Linked DNA regions of Mus musculus: region 2 is linked to region 1. Evidence: chromatin contacts called from public Hi-C data. All regions are on one chromosome and are shown on one strand. Each heading gives the region's core, a stretch centred on a gene start, on an enhancer-like site or on the middle of the called end of the contact. The rest is flanking DNA. Distances are from core to core; before and after follow the strand shown. Region 1 overlaps Gm1604a (predicted gene 1604A). Region 2 overlaps Cep43 (centrosomal protein 43).

Region 1 (5,967 bases), core at 1,473-3,972:
GCAAGTCAAATGGCATTTTCTGGTGTGCTTTGAAGTGTCATGGTATTTAGGACAGGCTGCCCACCTATTTGGAGCACCCTCTTCTACAGTGACCAACTCTGGTTGGTTTATCAGAACCTAACTCAATTCTGCTGCCTGCTGGAGACTCTGAGGGCTCACCTGGTACCTTATTCTTAGAGTGCTCAGCACTCTGTCTCTAACATGCATCTCCTTGTCCTGTGGTGACTGTTCACCTGTCTCTATACGGGGACACTCCTTGACATATTGGTTTTTACCTCCCTAGTGTCAACCACTGTGCCAGCTAGATCGTTGTTTGATCGGCAGTCTGAAAGTCAATCTATCAGGTACATCTATGAAGCTAAATCTCAGCTAACTTTGGTCAGGATTCAAAGTGTGATTCACCCAGACTCTTTAAATGTCACTAAAGGTCACCACTGACATTAGGGTGCTGTGGCCCCTGAAGCAAACAGTAGAACCTTCAGCCAATCACCAGGGAGCTATTGTGCTTGGAACTTTTTTTTTTTTAAATAGAGGTCAGTGGCTTGCCCGCTCCTCCAGGAGATCCAGAATGCCATTTGCTTGGACTTAAGCCAGAGGCCATTTACTTCTCCAGCCTGATTCCCTTGCGCTCAAGTCTGCAGAATTTTGTACTTAGTTGCTATGTCATAGCATGGCCGTGAGCTCAAAGGAAACACACAGACCACTTGGCAAGACAGATTTCTTTTTTAGGTATCTTTAGAAACTAAAGAGCTCAGAGCCTCTACCCTCTAATTACAGACTGCACCCTACAGCATTGGTGAAGCTGAGCCTGGCTATGGGGACAGGCACTGAGTCCACCCCAGAAGCAGCAGCTGGGTAACTTTAGTGTCCCTTGGTTCTTGAACATTGCTTGACTCCTCAATTCCCTTTTTTCCTACTGATGTTAGCTTATGTTGTAGAACGATGTCAGGGAACCTCGGGTCAGAGAAGCTGCCCGCTGCATCAGATCAGCTGCGCCTGCTTGCAAGAATCCATAATTACAGCATTTATAGCCTGTTCCCATTCTCTCTGGGGCCGGAGTAGAGGGGCTGGCAGTCACGGGAGCCTATCCACTCCTCCAAGCCTCTCGTCTGCAATTCTGCTTTAATTGCAAGAGACATCCTGATCTTGGGAGACAACAGAATTTGTAGATTTGTAGGCTGCAGAAATGAAAGGGGCCCCGTCTAGGCAGCTATGGGGAAGCCATCATCCATGCTGGTCAAAGAATTTGCATGTGGCTACAGTAAATCCTCCTCCCATCCATGCTCTCTGAGGAACCCCAACCTACTTTTTAGCTGACCAGGGTGGACACTGGCAGAATCTGTTCTTTGCTGTGTTGTTAGGACCTCACGGGGAGGGGTGATATTGTCTCTGTCTCCCCAGGGAAGGGGTCTTCACAGTAGTTGTGATGCACTGTAGCATCTACAGATACCTTGAAGCCTTTGAAGTGTGAACACCTTATGTCCCGGGTCCACCCTTTTGGCTTCTCTGGCTGTGTTGTAATCTACAACGTTCAAGCTCAAGAAAAGCACAATTCAGTTATTGAAAAAAATGCAAAAAACCCCAAAACAACAACAAAAAGCACCCCAAAACAAAACAAAAGAACAAAACCAAAAACCAAAACCAAACCAAACAAACAAACAAAACCCCTTTCCTCATGGCATTTTATGTAGGTTTATGATTTTGTGTTGACCTACAGTTGTCCCTGGCCTGAGGTTTAGACATCCTGGGACATATGACATTTATATATTCAAGTATTTGGTTCCTTGCTAGTAAATTGAAATTAACCTTAATCCCATTTTAAAAAAAAACCAAATCATTTTTATTTCTTAATTATGTATCCGTCAGATCTCCTAGAAATACAGGTGGTTGAGCCCCTGGGATGAGAACCCAACTTGGAGCCGTTTTGAGAATAGTGCATGCTCTTAACTGCTGAACCATCTCTCCTGTTCACCTCTCCTGAAAGAGCTTCTGTGGATTTGCCATGTTCCCTGTGAGATGCAGAAGAGAGCGGGGTGTTCCCAAGTGACGATAAGTGCTTATGACCCCAGGTAGACCCACACACCTTCGTAGAGACTTTATTGACTCCCAAGCCTCACTCAGACTTTTGCTCTAATTTCTCTGCTGTCTGGGGAGCTTTGGGAACATGGCGTACAAGTGGTAGCTGAGGAGAGGAAGTTCCTGTCGCTGTCCCAGAGAATCCGACCCCATCTTTCACATCCTCTTTGCATTCCCCAGGCCCTCTGACCGCAGTCAGGTCTCCACTGCATAAGGCTTCATTCAAATAGATCCTTAAATGCACCAGTCTGTCCTCTGCAGTCTCTCTTCCTCTTCCCTCCTTTCCTCTCATCAGTGCCCCAACATCTCTCTATCCCTCCATCCTGCCTCAGTTACCAGAAGCACCCCGCCTAGAGACTTCTGCCACTGAGATCGGGTGGTGCCCTCAGGTTTTTCCTTGTCTATGCCCCTCACCCCCACCCTGTACAGATGTCCTGGGATCAGAGGCTGCTGGGAATGGGGGGGGGGGGAGGGTGGTGTGGACTTCTCCACTGCATGATCTTAATTTCTATAGGAGGAGAGACAGCAAGGAAGACTGTTTCTGTCCCAGACTGCAGTGGCTTTCCTGTAAGGGCTCCCAACAGCTGTGCAAAAGCAGAACCTGTCTAGACTGGGGGCTCCCAAGGCTGGGAAAGAGGTTGTCCCAGCGGTGAGTTCTCCGTGGGGGAAAGAGCAAGGTCGCCCTCTACAGGCAGCAGTGGGCTCTGTTGTATCTTCAGAGTTGCTGACTTCTCAGCTCTGCCTGTGTAGACATGAATTGGTGTTGAAGGTAGCCTGGAATGGGGCCTTGAGAGAATCCCGGGGTAAAGAGGGCTGCAGTGTAGTTCTTCTGAAGCCACTTTGGCCTTCTCGATGTGCCCCACTGCCAGGAGTAGCGTCTGTGTTCTTCTTGGCTCCACAGTCATGCCGTTTTAATTTCATCTAACTCCCCCCATGCAAAGGGCTTTCTTTAGGTAAGAACCGAGGCTTTGGTTTCATCGAGATCAGTTCTGGGGTTCCTGAGTTTCTCACCATCTGTGTGACCCACTCACTGCCCAGGACCTCGTTGCAGTAGTAGCCGGTGTATCCCTGCCCAAGGTGAGCTCTGGGAAATGTCGAGACTATTGAGCTCCGTTGTTGTGGGCAGCATCTGACCTGCGAGTGCTGAATGCTCAGATGCTGGGACAAATGTCTGTCCTGCTTGGGGCAGGTGAGCACTTTAACAATCTCATCTTTAGGGCTATCCATCGAGAAGATTGTAAATAACTGCTTGCTGCTTTTGTGATTTTTTTTTTCCCTTATGTTTGGTGATTCCTTTTGGGGCTACATCCACACGGTGCCAAAAGTACCCAGGTAACTCAGTAAGCACCTCTCAGATCATCCATGTAACATGTGTGACGCTCTCTCCTCCTTACCCCTTGCCCTGCTGGAAGGGAGTTAGCCTAAACCAGAATAAACACGTTGATCAATGGTACCCCAGCACTCACACCAGTGATGCAGGGTCAGGGATATCTGTCTGCTTGGAGGATCGATTGGTAAGGGGTAGATGGAGAATTGCCATGAGTGTAACCATGTCAGAAGCATCCACAACAATAATTTAATAAGCTATGTCAGTTTCCTTGGTTACAATTTCCCTCCAGTGTTAGCCATTGGCCATCACAGGTTCTTTGATGCTCATCTTAAATACTCATATCGACTCAGAACACACATTCACATCATTCAGTGTGTAGATATATATGAAATCCATATCAATGTACATATGTGAAATATAGATGTATGTATACACATATACGAGGTATATAGAGATGTATGTACATGAAATATTATAGATGTATGTATATATACACACATATGAGATATATAGAGATGTATGTACATGAAATATTATAGATGTATATATACACACACACATATGAGATATATAGAGATGTATGTAGATACACAGGTTACCGAGGGTAACGAAGCCTCGGCTGACTTCCTGAGGGCGGTGGCACATTGCTGGCACAGGTAAGGAGCGCCATCACAGGGTCAGATATTAACTAATCTAGTTGGAAAGTTGCTACAAGCGTCAGGCTGAGCTGCAGAGGCACAGAACTGGAGCTGGCCGGTCAGACACAACTCAAGGGAACAAACATTGAACACTGGACCAGGTGGAATTTTAGACCCAAAGACAGTAGCAAGTTTTCTGCTGGCGAGTCCCTTGTAGCACACCGCATGGTTGGGTGACTGGTTGGCAGCGTCATTGCCAGTGTAGTGTTAGGCTCCATTCCTTTCCTGGGGTCCAAGTGATGGCCTCGCCACCGGCTGTCCCACTCATCCATCCCCTTGCCCTGAGCTCCTGTTCCTTCAGACTGATGACTTTATCTCTTCCAAGTGACTTGACCTCGCGCCCCCCCCACCCCCACACTGGTGTTTCAAAACAGGGTTTCTCTGTATTGCCCTGGCTGTCCTGGAACTCACTCTGTAGACCAGGCTGGCCTGGAACTCAGAGATCCGCCTGCCTCTGCCTCCTGAGTCCTGGGATTAAAGGTGTGCACCACCACACCCAACTACGCCACCTTACAGCAGGGGTTAGGATGTTCCCTGAACCTTTACTGGTCTTACCCATTGCTCTTTGCAAAGAAGCCTGGAAGGCCAGGCTGAGCTGCTGCCCCACTGCACTGACTGGGGCTTCCCAGTTCACAGTAAGACAGAGGTCATGTTCTCTTTCTCCTTACACAGCCCCCTTGAAACTCAGGATAAACATTGGGACTCTGTCTGATGCCCTGGATTGGCTGCAGAGGGGGTGAGGGGAACCAGAAGGGAGGAGTGCCTGAAGGAGGATCCTGGGCTTGAACCTGTGAGCCCAGTGCACCACTCATTCTCCCATAGACACTGACTCCCCTCTGTCGCAGGGTTCTCCCTGTCCAATTCTATTAATGCAGAGGAGGTCTGGGGGAAAGGGAGGCAGAGCCAAGAGTTGCAGGGAGGGGGGAGGGGGAGAGCGAGAGAGAGAGAGAGAGAGAGAGAGAGAGAGAGAGAGAGAGAGAGAGAGAGAGAGAGATATCTGGAGGAGAGAGAACCAGAATGGAGGCTGACGTTCTCAAATGGTTAGAATAATTGGGTTAAAGTTTTATCATTATCAATTGGTTCTGAAATTATTGTATTGACATCTTGTAAATTGTGATTTTTATTGATATATAAGTCTAATTGGTTAACTATAAGCTTAGTCTTCATGCTACTAGGTAATTAGGCGTTGAGATGGCTGACCTGGGGCTTTGTGTGGTAGAAAGAGAAACTCACCCCTCCCTCCCAGATGGCCAGGCGGGAGCCCAGTGGCTGAGAAAGAGCCTGAGACAAGCAAGTGAGATAAGCTGACAAGGGGGCTAGCTCCAGAGAGTTGGCAGAGGCAGGGGCAGGGAGTGTGGCCTGGCCCTGCTGAGAGTTGGCAGGTTCACTTTTTTTTTGACATTTCCCGAAACCCCCCTCCCTCCCCTGTAAATTCGATGGCTGTGTTTGCGTTTGCATTTTCCTTGCTCTTGAGATAGCCAGTTCTCTAAATTGCATCTTTTATGAAAGTTTACGTTCTCATGAAAGGAAATGAAATTGTCAGAGACCAGGTGGGAAACAATTTAGGGAGGTAGGCGAAGAGTCATTGTCCCTTTCTTGGGACTCAAAATATTTCTGCTACTTTGCTTCTAGAAATGTATGGACAGTGTTGCTTCTAAAGTCACATTTGAGTGCTTGCACTTGATAGGGTGGCCCGCAAGGGCAGGGACTGTATCTTCTTATTCCATTCCAGAGCCAGCCTGGCACAGAGTAGTTTTTGTTTGTTTGTTTGTTTGTTTTGTTTTGAATACAAGCGTTTCTTTCTATGAACGATGAAGTGGGTGCCTGGAAGTGACAGAGTTTCAGAATCATGCCAGCTCCGTG
Region 2 (5,967 bases), core at 1,337-3,836, 330 kb before region 1:
ATAAATAAATAAATCCTAATGGTGACAGGGTGAGTGATTTTATAATTTTTCCAGCATGTATTTATTCATTTCAGGTGAATGAAGACAGAGCAGATTGATATATAATTTGGGAACTTTAGCTCGATCCAATGAATACTGAATTTCCAACTTTGGGGAAATGTCCAATGTACTTTCAGAGTTAAATCAGCTCAGATGATTGTGACACAGGCCATTGGCTGTGGCTATGTGTGTCCTGTTACAGATCACAGCAGCTAACACTGCACATAGTAGCCAGGTCAAAAAGTATTATCTTAATGCCATTTTCTCTGCCAGGAAACTGCCTGCTCTTTTTCAAAGTCCATGTAGGTATATAGTTTTTTCAATTGTTTCTTATTTTTTCCTTTTTATTTAATCAAAATTTTTAAATTAAAAAAAAAAAAGGACTGGCGTGTACTGATTGAATTCTCCCCAAGTAACACATCAGGAAACCATGTAAAAGGGGGAAAAACAAACCAACCAACCAACACAACAAACCCAAACCACAGGGCTGGCAAGATGGCTCAGCAGTTAGAGCTCTTCCAGGAGACCTGGTTAAAGTCTCTGCATCTACATGATGGTACATCACGTCAGCACCTTTAATTCTAGTCCCAGAGGATCCAATGCCACCTTCTGGCTTCTATGGGCACTACATACATTTAGTATAGATATATAAGCAGGCAAAGTATCCATATGCAAAAGATGAAAATAAGGGGAAAATTAAAATCAATCACTTTTTGTTCACAGCCATGTGTTTTAGGTAGAAGTCGTCAACTCAAATCTAACTAGCTTGACGGGTGTGACTTCATCCTCTGGACTCCATCTCCCCACTAAGGCTTTGTCTACAACAGGGGCTGGCAGCATGGCCTGTTAATGTGCACAGGCAGGGCACCATGGTCCTAGTCCAGTACTCAGGGCTGGCACTGCACACCTCTCCAGGACAGCTGCTCCTTTATGTCAACGAGGACACCAGGGCTATGAGGAGCTCTCCATGTTTGGGAAATGTCCACTTGGCCTTCAGTCTGAGGAGCTGTCAACCTCCAGAATCAAACCTGCACCTAACGACCCCATCTGAAGACTCCAGGCTGGCAGGGACACTATCCCAAAATGTAGCCCTGAGCTTAGGAGGCGCTGCTTGGCCACTAAACAGTCCCTGCATTCTGCAGTACTTGCAAAACCCATTTTTAAGTTTATACTAGGGTCCAAATGCTCTTATTAAATTAGATTTTAGCACAATTCCTGCTCTTTTGGGGTGCTCAGACAACATCCAGGGACATGGATCATTCCAGAATGAGTGCTGTGTGACTACTTCCCACCAATTCAAACACTCCCTCTTGCAGGGAGAAGGCAGGCACAAATGCAACAGAAACTTGTAAACTCGGTAAGTTTAGGAAGCTACAAGTCTAGTGACTCCCTCTCCAAGGTTAGATATGCAGTGCACAGTTGCCAAGGACACTCCTCAGACGAGCTGTTGGTTAGGATGCTCTAGGGATGCTGGATCTAAGTAGTCACATGAGTTGGTGTGGGCTCTGTAATTAGCCCCAATAAACCGACAAGTTCACCGAACCAGACTTGAATGGTTTCTTGGGTATCCTATCTAGGTGAATGACATTTGTTCATGTCTCCCACAACAGAGAAATCAAACACAAGGATAAACCTAAGTGGAGAGAGAGTACTTAGTCTAGTGTGACATTTTTACTGAAAATCACCCTTGTGTGGCTGCGAGGAAGCCATTTCAGACAAGGAAAGGTGAATACAAGCACCTTGAGAAGCTGTGGGGTGCAGAAGCTTGGGGGCCTGCAGGACCCAGTTCTAGGACAGTGAACAGAGGCTTGAGATGGCACGAAGAACAAGGGAGGCAGGAGCACCATCTGCTGCTGTAGTACACGAGGGGCAAGATGGTTGCTCATCAAAATGAAATGGCATTTTACAAAGCAAAGTAGAGCATTTAAAAAACAAAAACAAAACAAAAAAACCAACACTGTAAAATGGAGGATACTGCCGGCCAACATTTTAATCCACTGTTCAAAGAGACATTTATTACATGCAGAACCTGTCATTCATTTCACACATTAAGGTTTAACAGGTTAACAATATCTAAGCAAGGAATACTGTAGAAACCACTTCTTCCCTGTTGAATTTCACATTTTTAGAAGTATTCAATACCTGCATGTAGTGCTGACCACAAAGTTGAAGCCTGCTTTTTCTTTCCACCCTCTCAAGACTTACCAAAAGGTCAGTCACTGGGTAATAGAAAGTCTCAAATTTCACATTTGACTGTTGGAAAGTCTTCCTCAAATATACAAAGCCACATCCTGCCATGCTTGCAGGCCAGTTCACTAACTGGAGTGCCTACCAAATATTAAGGCACACATCTGATCCAGACTCCAGATGCTCAGCAGCCCCAGGCTCTTCCACAGTACTGAAGAGATGACAGGGCACAGCATTATCTAACAAGACGACGACAGCATCTTCATCCAGTGCTGATCCGAAGAGTCAAGCATGGGGCAGACTAAGAACTTAAGTACCCAGGGCTTCCAGGACACCTCTGTTTCTGTCCTACTTCCTCTTGATGATTATAGCTCAGTTTCACTTAAGTTTTAAAAAGCCAGACTCTGTTGTCAGAGAGCCCGAGTCTTTATTACTATATTTTCACTTCCTCTACACTTACGCCTGATAAACGTCGATGTGCTTACGCACTATGGACTGGAAAGTGGCACTGATACAAACCACAGCACCTGCTCACTCACTCACTCACCATGGATCAGTGATGTCCAATTTCTCTTTTAATAATAAAGGTAGCTTTTAATAGTCATAATTGAAATAAAATGCACCTAAGTTTCACACAGTCCCAAATTTTAGTGGTATGACTCATGCACTGGGCTGAGTTTCTATCTGTACATTTTCAATACTTTAACATTACAGACGCCACTGTCCTATATCGCTGCAGTACTACATAAACAGTGTACATTAGATCTGCCACGAATTCTACTATTGGCTTTATTTTTAAAGAACTACAATGCAATTATGTACAGTATACAAAGTTTGTCAAACTGAATATGCATGGTCTTAGGCCATTACTACTATTTCACTCCAATTTGGATTTAAATATAATCAACTTACAGATCTGAAATAAAAGCACTGCTTAATGGTTTCAGATGCATTTTGGTATTGAATGTTTCAAGGCATTTTTAAAAATAATAAATTACGACTGTAATGAAGTAATCTGTGACTATAGCTGCTTACAGACAGCAGGAAGAACGTGACCTTAACTGGTAACTGTTATTGACAAGTCTATGAATTAAGAGTACTAATCATTTCTAGTTTAAAACAAGCAAAACTAAGAGTACAGAGTACTTGAATATAACCGTAATGGTCTAACAAACCTTCCAAATGGAAGGAGATACAAAATAAAGTTCATAGATCAATTTACCTTGTACTGATACTCTTCAGCACCATGGACTTACCAGGTCAGTTCACCAACTCTGGGCTAACCCGCCTGATACACACTAAGTGGGCGAGCTCCCTGGAGCAGCCACAGACACATAGTGGCACAAACCATGGCTGTACTGACCCTCTTTCTGCTCTTTAACACTGATATTTCACGGTTCCCTTGCTATAGTGAGCCTGACTACAGATGATTTCCTTGGAGCCATGCAGTTAAACCAAATTCAGAAGAATGAATCTCCTAGAAATGGCTCATATAGGAAGTATATGTTTACTAAACCGAAAAGTTTAATTTTAAAAATATCTGCAGTCTTTTTGAAATGCAAGGCACCAGCAGGAGCGGACATTCCAGCAAGAGTGACTGAGGAAAATGGAGCCAGTGATTCGTTTGTCCTCTGTTGCTCAGAATACTTCCTTTTCCTGTCTATGCAACATCTTCCAGATAGTCAGCAACATCACTGAGCTGGGAAACAGTCAGGTCTTGTGTGAGGTCATCGAGCTTTGTTGTCCAAAAGAAAGAGAAAAATCAGTATAAGCAAAGTCTGAATCAATCTGTATATTGTTAGATTTAAACGTATATATTTATAAACATATAACTTATCTTTTAAAGTCTGCTTGGGGGGGCCAGCCCTGGACTAGAGATGGCTTATGGGGAACAGGGACACTAGGTGAGAACAAGTCTCCTCTGCAAACTTTGTGACACTCTCTTAACTCTGCTCATCTGGCCCTTTGCATCTTTCTTTGTTATTCTTTGGATATAGGAAATGTTAAAAATAGAATCTCTTCAAATAAACCACCCTCCTTCTCTCCTATGGCCAAACAGCAGTCTTGGTATACAACTTTCTGTCACAAAGAAAATTGTAACTATTGTACATAACCTTAAAGTTGTTGTATTGTTTAAAAAGAAAATCAAAAAAGCCCACACATTGCAAAATCCAGAATCCTTTGGATCTGTATGTCTTTTTACTAATTGTTATTAAATAATGAATTCCTTAACGTAATCCATTGTATTTGCAAGACAACTGACTACTGTATTAAAGCCAATTTTAGACTAGAGACAAGAGCGGGGTGGGTGGGGAACTATAAATAAGAAAGATCTGTCATCATCTACAGGAGACGTCTGTCTCCACTGAGCTGCTGGGCTCAGCAGTGCTGCTGACTCCTGTGTGACTCTGCTCTATGCTCAGTCTGTGAGTCAGCTCCAATAGCTTAAGGTGGACTCCTTTCTATTTTATACGCACTCTGATCAAGCTTGCTGCAAACAATGTCAATCTGATTTCTTCCTTGGCTATTTGGATGTTTATTCTCTCTCCCGCCCGACCGCTCTGGCTAGGCTCTCCCGCACAGTGCTAAATCATGGTGGTCAAAGTGTTGAGTGCTGTGAAAGTCTGAAAAACAGTAGTTGTTTTTCTTCCTCTTGCCTCCCGGTCTCAGTTACTGCTGGCTGCTGCTGGGGATCAAACCCAAGCCTCACTCTTGCTACCTAAGTGCTCTATTGCCCAGCTCGCCTGCTTGTTTCTGTTTTGAAATCTGTGATATCACCAAGAAGATGAGTTAGCAACTGACCTCTAACATGAATTCCATTACAAATGCTACACAAAAATAATAATGCTCAGTATAGTCTTTGATAAGACTTCAAACTGTTTGACTCTTCTGGATGGTAACTGGTGTAAAGGTTAGAGAAGAACCCATCTTATATCCTGGGGTAGTAATTACAGACGGTCTCTCGCCTGGTGTCATTTAAGTGCTAACATTTTCACCTTATAAAAGAAACTGGTAAAGCTGGGCATAGTGGTAGCACTTGGAAGACAAAAGGCAGGCGGATCTCTGTGAGTTCCAGAACAGTCAGAGACTGAATCTAAAAAAAAAAACAAAACCAACAAAAAACACCTCCCAAACCAACAAAAAACGAAAAAACAATCAAGAACAATGGAAAAAATAAACCACGCCAACAAAAAGAAACTGAGATGTTAAGACTCATGCTTACCTAAGACAACTAGCTTCTGAAAGGTGGAGGCAAGAGACTTGGTTCAAGGTTGGGGCTTGCCTTTGCTACATATTAAGTTCAAGGACCCTATCTCAAAAAATCCAAACCAGACAACAAAGGAACTCAATACAATAAAAATAACATAAACTCAAAATTTGCTTACTTCTTCTAAAATACCATCTTTCTTGAAGGCCTTCTCCTTGTGTGATAATCGGAACTCAGCCTACACTCACCTTTTTTGAAGGCCTCGGGCATCTTCTAGTTATCTCATGACACGAGAGGGCAGACCCACCCAAGTTGTGAACAACAGAGATGATGCAGCTTATCTCTGTTGGGTGAAAAGCTCCAGTGTGGATCTTAACAATGGATTCCGGGCTTTAACCTCAAGTAAAGGCTGTTTCCTTTTGCTCTCCTGCCTTGGGGAGCCTGAGATGACCAGAAGTCCATCCCACCCCCACCTTTCCCAGGAAACAGAACCTCACCTGTGACCCTAAGAGAGGCAACATCTGACTCGAGTC

Evidence for each region. Hi-C and Micro-C count contacts between places; a contact is called where the count stands out from the background.
Region 2: a Hi-C map of bone marrow-derived macrophages shows a contact between it and region 1, with 19 read pairs. The contact joins two enhancer-like sites. A contact is called at or near these places in 3 of 15 datasets of contacts at CTCF or cohesin (the NIH/3T3 cell line, embryonic stem cells and large pre-B cells), 5 of 484 Hi-C or Micro-C datasets (the G1E-ER4 cell line, the HPC-7 cell line, bone marrow-derived macrophages and 2 more) and 1 of 115 datasets of contacts at active chromatin or transcription factors (Th17 cells).

Annotation. Positions count from the first base shown.
Region 1 is chr17:7,865,591-7,871,557 of GRCm38.p6, reverse strand. All of the region lies in intron 5 of Gm1604a (predicted gene 1604A), which reads left to right. Among named protein-coding and RNA genes, the nearest start is that of AU041480, 31 kb to the right of the region's middle. Within about 2 kb of position 2,722, at least 42 of the 459 cell types and tissues checked have an H3K27ac peak or open chromatin away from gene starts, as enhancers often do. A contact at or near this core is called in bone marrow-derived macrophages and regulatory T cells, where this site is marked.
Region 2 is chr17:8,192,515-8,198,481 of GRCm38.p6, reverse strand. It overlaps Cep43 (centrosomal protein 43), which reads right to left. Exons shown (of 12, transcript NM_201230.5): 12 at 2,012-3,961. The coding sequence ends at 3,887. Among named protein-coding and RNA genes, the nearest start is that of Cep43, 30 kb to the right of the region's middle. Within about 2 kb of position 2,586, at least 79 of the 459 cell types and tissues checked have an H3K27ac peak or open chromatin away from gene starts, as enhancers often do. A contact at or near this core is called in bone marrow-derived macrophages and regulatory T cells, where this site is marked.